Regions from separate parts of the Mus musculus genome. Here region 2 is linked to region 1. The links are chromatin contacts, called in public HiChIP or PLAC-seq maps. All regions are on one chromosome and are shown on one strand. The core of a region is the stretch at or near the end of the contact, and the rest is flanking DNA. Distances in the headings are between cores, read along the strand shown. Region 1 holds the start of Rtn4 (reticulon 4). Region 2 has its middle 17 kb from the start of Psme4.

Region 1 (2,644 bases), core at 63-2,562:
CCCACCAATAAAGGGAGAAAGAAACAGGGGATTAGTGCAAGGGGATCCCCCGACGCCCGGCAGGAAGGAAGGCAGGCCCTAAAAAATAAAAAAACTGTAGAGTGGTCGACAAACGCCCATCCTTTAAATAAAGGGATTAGGGCACCACAGCCTTCCCATTCCCACCTCCAAGCCCAGCCCAGCCCAGCCCAGCCCAGCCCAGCCCAGCCCAGCCCAAGGAATCCACCATCCTAGTTCTTCAACACACTCCTAGCTGCTGATAGGCGAGAACTTCGTGCTGGAATGGGAACCAGCGACTTGGCAGCGGTGCACGTGCTCCCCGAAACCCCGACAAACAATGAAGGCACCCAGGCTTCCGAGGCCGCCCCACCCTTCTGCCCGCCTCCCGCCAGCGGGGGCGCCATCACCCTGCCACTCGTAGACAAAGCCCTAGGGTCCCGAGCAGCCCTGCCCGTCCCCTCCTCCCCCGGGCCAAGACACAAAAGAGGGAGGGGCGTAACGCGCAGCAGCACTCACCCACTGAGCCCGAGCCCCTGCGCTTGGGCGCGGCCGGCGTGGAAGGGGGCGCGGCGGGCTCCGCTAGGGGGCTCGCGCCGGCTGGCGCCGGAGGCCGCGCTGGAGGCTCGTCGTCCTCCGGGAGCTTGGAGGGCAGGACTGCGGCAGCGGGCGGCAGGGATGGCGCGGACGCCGCGGGGCTGCGTTCCCAGGACGGCTGCCTCTCAGGGGCGGTGGGGGGCGCGGCCGGCAGCGGCCCGCGGGGCGCGGGGGGCACCGAGTCGCTGCTGAAGTCCAGCAGCGGTGCGGCGGCGGGGGGCACCGGAGCCGCGGACAGCCCGGCTGCGGGCTTCCTCTCCAGCACCTCCAATTCCTCCAGGTCCTCGTCGTCCTCCTCCTCCTCCTCGTCTTCCTCGTCCTCCTCGTCCTCGGGCTCCGTCACGAACTGGTACTTGAAAGCGGGCGGGGGCCGGGGCGGGCTATCCGCGGACGAGGAGACCAGCGACGACTGGTCTATGTCTTCCATGGTCGGCGATGATGCTGCAGCTACTGCCGCCGCGGGCCACTTCTCCTCAGAGCCGCGGGCGGTTGTGGGGGTTGGGCAGGACTGGCAGAGGCCGGGCTGGCCGAACCAAGCCGAGGAACCCGCAAAGGCGACAGCTCCAGGAACAATAAGACTTCTCCTCCTGCCTCCGCGCTCGAGATGCGCCACCCGCCCTGTCCTCAGTTGCAGCAGCCGCCGCCGCCCAGATGAGCAACTGAGAGAGGAGGGCAGACTCTCCGCCCAGTTTGGCGTGACTCACCTTCCCGGCAGGGGAGGGCTGGCTGGCGCGGGGGACAGAGAGCCAATAGGCTGCGGGATAGAGAAGATGGATCACGGGGTTGTCCAATAGAAATAGGGTGCAGGCGGAGCCTGCCATACTTCCTTGGTGGCGTTCGGAGGGCGGGGTTTGGAGCTGGGATCCACCCCCACCTAGTGTAGTTGGGGAATGGGGCGGGGACTTGGCCTTGCCTACAGCGGGATTTTAGTCTACCAAAAGGGGGCGGGCTGCGGTCCCAGGATTTGGAGAGTTTTCCAAGAAGCCTGTGGAAGGGCGTTATCCTGGGGACCTAGGAGTGGAAAGTTTCCTCCCCGAAAAGGGAAAAAAAAAAAAAAAAGTGGAGAAAGGTACTAACAAGACTGAATTAGGTCTTACGGATTTTTTTAGATAAAAGACTTATTTTCAGACATGGTCCCAACGCATAACTACCACCACCTCAAAAGGAGAAAGAAAAACAAAACATTTATTTGACACTTTCAAGTTCCCTCCCTTTCTAGACTGCAGGCCTGGAATGAGGTAGGCAAAACAGCTGTGCTAGATTACCCGGAGCTCTGGGCTCACTGTTTAGAATGCTTTCGGCCTTGCATTCTGCTGGACTCTAAAAGTGCACGGAGAATGAGTCACCAGAAAGGGAGAAGGGGGAAGGAACGTTGAAATAGATGCCTTGGAAGGCAAAATTGGTTCACTATTTTTCACTCACCTCAGGCTGATGAGTCAACATCCCGGATGATTCAGGCTTCCTAGGAGTCGGGAAGCCCTACACTCACTGGTTTGATATGCTGGAATGGCATGTCTCCTGATGTGCGGTCCCCCCCACCCCCACCCCCCCAAAGCTACACTTTAAAGAAAACGGTAGCCAGGTGTGGTGGCACATGCCTTTAATCCCAGCACTTGGGATGCAGAGGCAGGTGGATTTCTGAGTTCGAGACCAGCCTGGTCTACAAAGTGAATTCTAGGACAGCCAAAGCTACACAGAGAAACCCTGTTTCAAAAAATCAAAAGAAAGAAAGAAAGAAAGAAAGAAAGAAAGAAAGAAAGAAAGAAAGAAAGAAAGAAAACGGTAGAACATAGAAAACTTTGCTTCAAGGTTTGCAGAGTCCCTTTATCTTTCTTATACACTTTTCAAAAATACTGGCTGCATGCCTACTCTGGAGAGAGGATTGCCTGCATTCCAATTGTTCAGTCTACATGTGCACTGTCTAGTACTGAAGCAACTGGCTGCTTTTAGCTCCTGAGCACTGAAATGAAGTGTGTTCTGTGAATAAAATACACACTACATTCCCAGAATTTATAAGAAATGTTATAATTTCTGTTTCACATTGGTTTTA
Region 2 (2,644 bases), core at 79-2,578, 1.1 Mb before region 1:
GCGTGTGTATTACACTCTGAAAAATTGGCTTTTTAAAAAACAAAACTTCTCCACTCTTACCAGAGAAGTAAGTGATTTCTATCAATTCTCAAAGCCACCTCCCATACACCTGGTGGCCAGACTTTGTGTCTGATCTTTGCTAACTAGCAGCTGAATTGAATACCTGGGACATTTCTGCAGACAACTTTAATCTTGTTGCTTTTAACCTTTGACTTTTTATCTTAAGCAGATTGGTTGCCTTTACACAGTATCACCCTCAGCAAGCTCAGTTATTCACCATGGCAGTTATTCATACCTATGAAGAAATGCATTGAGTGCATATTCATATGCCCTTCATGGCTTTGGTCTGAATGGGGAAAATGTGTGCTTTTGAAGGCTGGTGGGCAACTGGCATTCTTGAGCTCCTGTCGACCTAAGACAGAGACAAGTGCCAAACAAACACCAACAAGCTTCGCTTGTTCTACTAGACCGGTAAGGAGGAGTAATATAGACCCAGACCTAAGCAGACACGGCCGCCTAGTCACCATATTTCCTAGGTGGGATCATAGAGTACAAGTAAATTTTGTGTCCCCTTTCCACTCATCTTTCAAAAAATAAAAAAAGGGGAATTGTGCTCTTCCCCCAGCCCTGAGAAGGCTAATCAGACCCAGTTTTCCGTGGCCACTGGACAGCTACATTTCTTAACCATCCCTAAAAGCGTGTAACTTGTGTTTTTATCATCCTTAACAGTTTGTAATATCAGTTTTTAAGAGGACTAGACCTTTATATTGTATCTTTAAGAACTGTGGCATGCGCACCGAGTACCAGCCACCCTCTCAAGTTGCTCCCAGGGTGTGCTCTGTGGGCGCCGGAGGCTGAGCAAGGGCGAAGCTCCAAGGATCTGGGTGCTGGTGGCCGCCCCGGGCGAGGAGGGGTCCATCGCTGACATGAGAACGAGCGAGCGCTGAGCAGTGGCTCGCACAGACCGGAGATGGAGGAGGCTCCTGGCTGGCGGACAGCGCGGGCGACAGCAGCTGAAGACCTGTCCGGACTCCGTGCGCTAAGGGGCCACGAGGCTCGCTCCAGCGGTCCAACTCGGGCTCACCTCTGTCAGCCCTCGTAGTCGGGCGTCAGCAGCTTGTGCGGCCCGCACGCCACCGCCCCCCCCCCACCCTCCCCTCCGCCAGCCCCGAGAGGCGGCTGCCTGGCGCGGGGACACGGCAGCGAGGCGCTGTCCCGTAAAGAGCAGCTTGCGGAGCGTGAGGGCGGCGCGGCCTGGGCCCGGGGTGCTGGGGCGCAGGCCCGCCGTGCCTGTCCCAGCCGCTGCGGGAGGGGCCGAGCGCCCGGGTCGCCGAGAAGTCGCCGTCGCCACTCGCACCAGTTGTGGACGGCTTCACCTGATCGGTGCGCAAGGCACAGAGGCAGAAGCGTTCTCAGGGCTCGTCGCAGTTCCACAGCCAGGGCAGCCAGGGCAGCCAGGCAGAGCTGCACCCCCTGCCCCAGCTCAAAGATGCCACTTCAAATGAACAGCAAGAGCTTTTCTGCCAGAAGCTACAACAGTGCTGTGTACTGTTTGATTTCATGGACTCTGTTTCAGACTTGAAGAGCAAAGAAATTAAAAGAGCACCACTGAATGAACTGGTTGAGTATGTTTCAACTAATCGTGGTGTAATTGTTGAATCAGCGTATTCTGATATAGTAAAACTGATCAGTGCTAACATCTTCTGGACACGTCCTTCAAGTGATAATCCAGATTTTGACCCGGAAGAGGATTATTCTGCCTGTTGAATATGAACAGTTGAAAAATATTAAAATCATGTTATACAAACAAACAAACATCTTCCATTCAAATTTTGAAGCCTAGAATTTAACAAGGATAAAACTATAAAATTTGAATCTTGTAAAAACTGCTAACTTGTAAACTTTTAAAGATAACTTAAGATGTGCACATCAGTCACATTACAAATAATCAAATTCTTTAATGTGTTCAGAACTATGGTTATAATCATGCTAAATACAAATACAATTCATTTACAGAAACAAAGCTTGGTAGAAGAGACCAATTTATATCTACCTTTATATAGACTTCTGTATATGTTGTCAACTAAAAACAAGTAAATAATGACCCTCAAACACCTCAGAGATCTGAGAATATAGCATTTAAAAGGTTTAATAAGCAAAGCTTTAAATAAACAAATGGCAGAACTTAGCAGCATCCCCAAGATCGTATCCAATTGTGGAAATGCTAACCACTGGGCAAGGAACTGGCCCTATGCCTCAAGTACTACCACGACCTTGCACAAAATGTGGACAAGTATTAATCCTGAGATTCACAAGAGAAAAACCAGTTCCATGACTTTGAGCCAAATATGAAGCAAGCATTAATTACTGACCAGGATGGACTCTGGTTAGGTCTACTCTCTGGGACTCCCAGCAAGTGGTGATGAGGCATGTCCTGTAGGGTCTTTTTAAAGACAACAACACACAGCCACAGTATTTCTTATGGGACACCGTTATTTTCCAAAAACTACAATTCCCAGCATCCCAGGAAGTTACCTGGCTTTTGGGTAGATGGGGCTTACAGATTAACGTTGGCTCTTACATTCTTCCCTTGAGTTGTAAATGTTGTCAAATGTTTGACTCTGTATTGGGTACTTGTGTATAG

What was found. HiChIP or PLAC-seq counts read pairs in DNA pulled down with a chosen protein or histone mark.
Region 2: an H3K27ac HiChIP or PLAC-seq map of embryonic stem cells shows a contact between it and region 1, with 3 times the contacts expected there. The contact joins the enhancer-like site here to the promoter of Rtn4 in region 1. A contact is called at or near these places in 3 of 39 promoter capture datasets (3T3-L1-derived adipocytes, hippocampal neurons and stem cell-derived epiblast-like cells), 5 of 115 datasets of contacts at active chromatin or transcription factors (embryonic forebrain, embryonic stem cells, extraembryonic endoderm stem cells and 1 more) and 2 of 9 other capture datasets (embryonic stem cells and liver).

What each region holds. Positions count from the first base shown.
Region 1 is chr11:29,691,566-29,694,209 of GRCm38.p6, reverse strand. It overlaps Rtn4 (reticulon 4), which reads right to left and starts at 1,312. Exons shown (of 9, transcript NM_194054.3): 1 at 517-1,312. The coding sequence starts at 1,021.
Region 2 is chr11:30,753,680-30,756,323 of GRCm38.p6, reverse strand. No RefSeq gene overlaps it. Among named protein-coding and RNA genes, the nearest start is that of Psme4, 17 kb to the left of the region's middle. Within about 2 kb of position 1,328, at least 142 of the 459 cell types and tissues checked have an H3K27ac peak or open chromatin away from gene starts, as enhancers often do. A contact at or near this core is called in embryonic stem cells, extraembryonic endoderm stem cells, hippocampal neurons and 2 more, where this site is marked.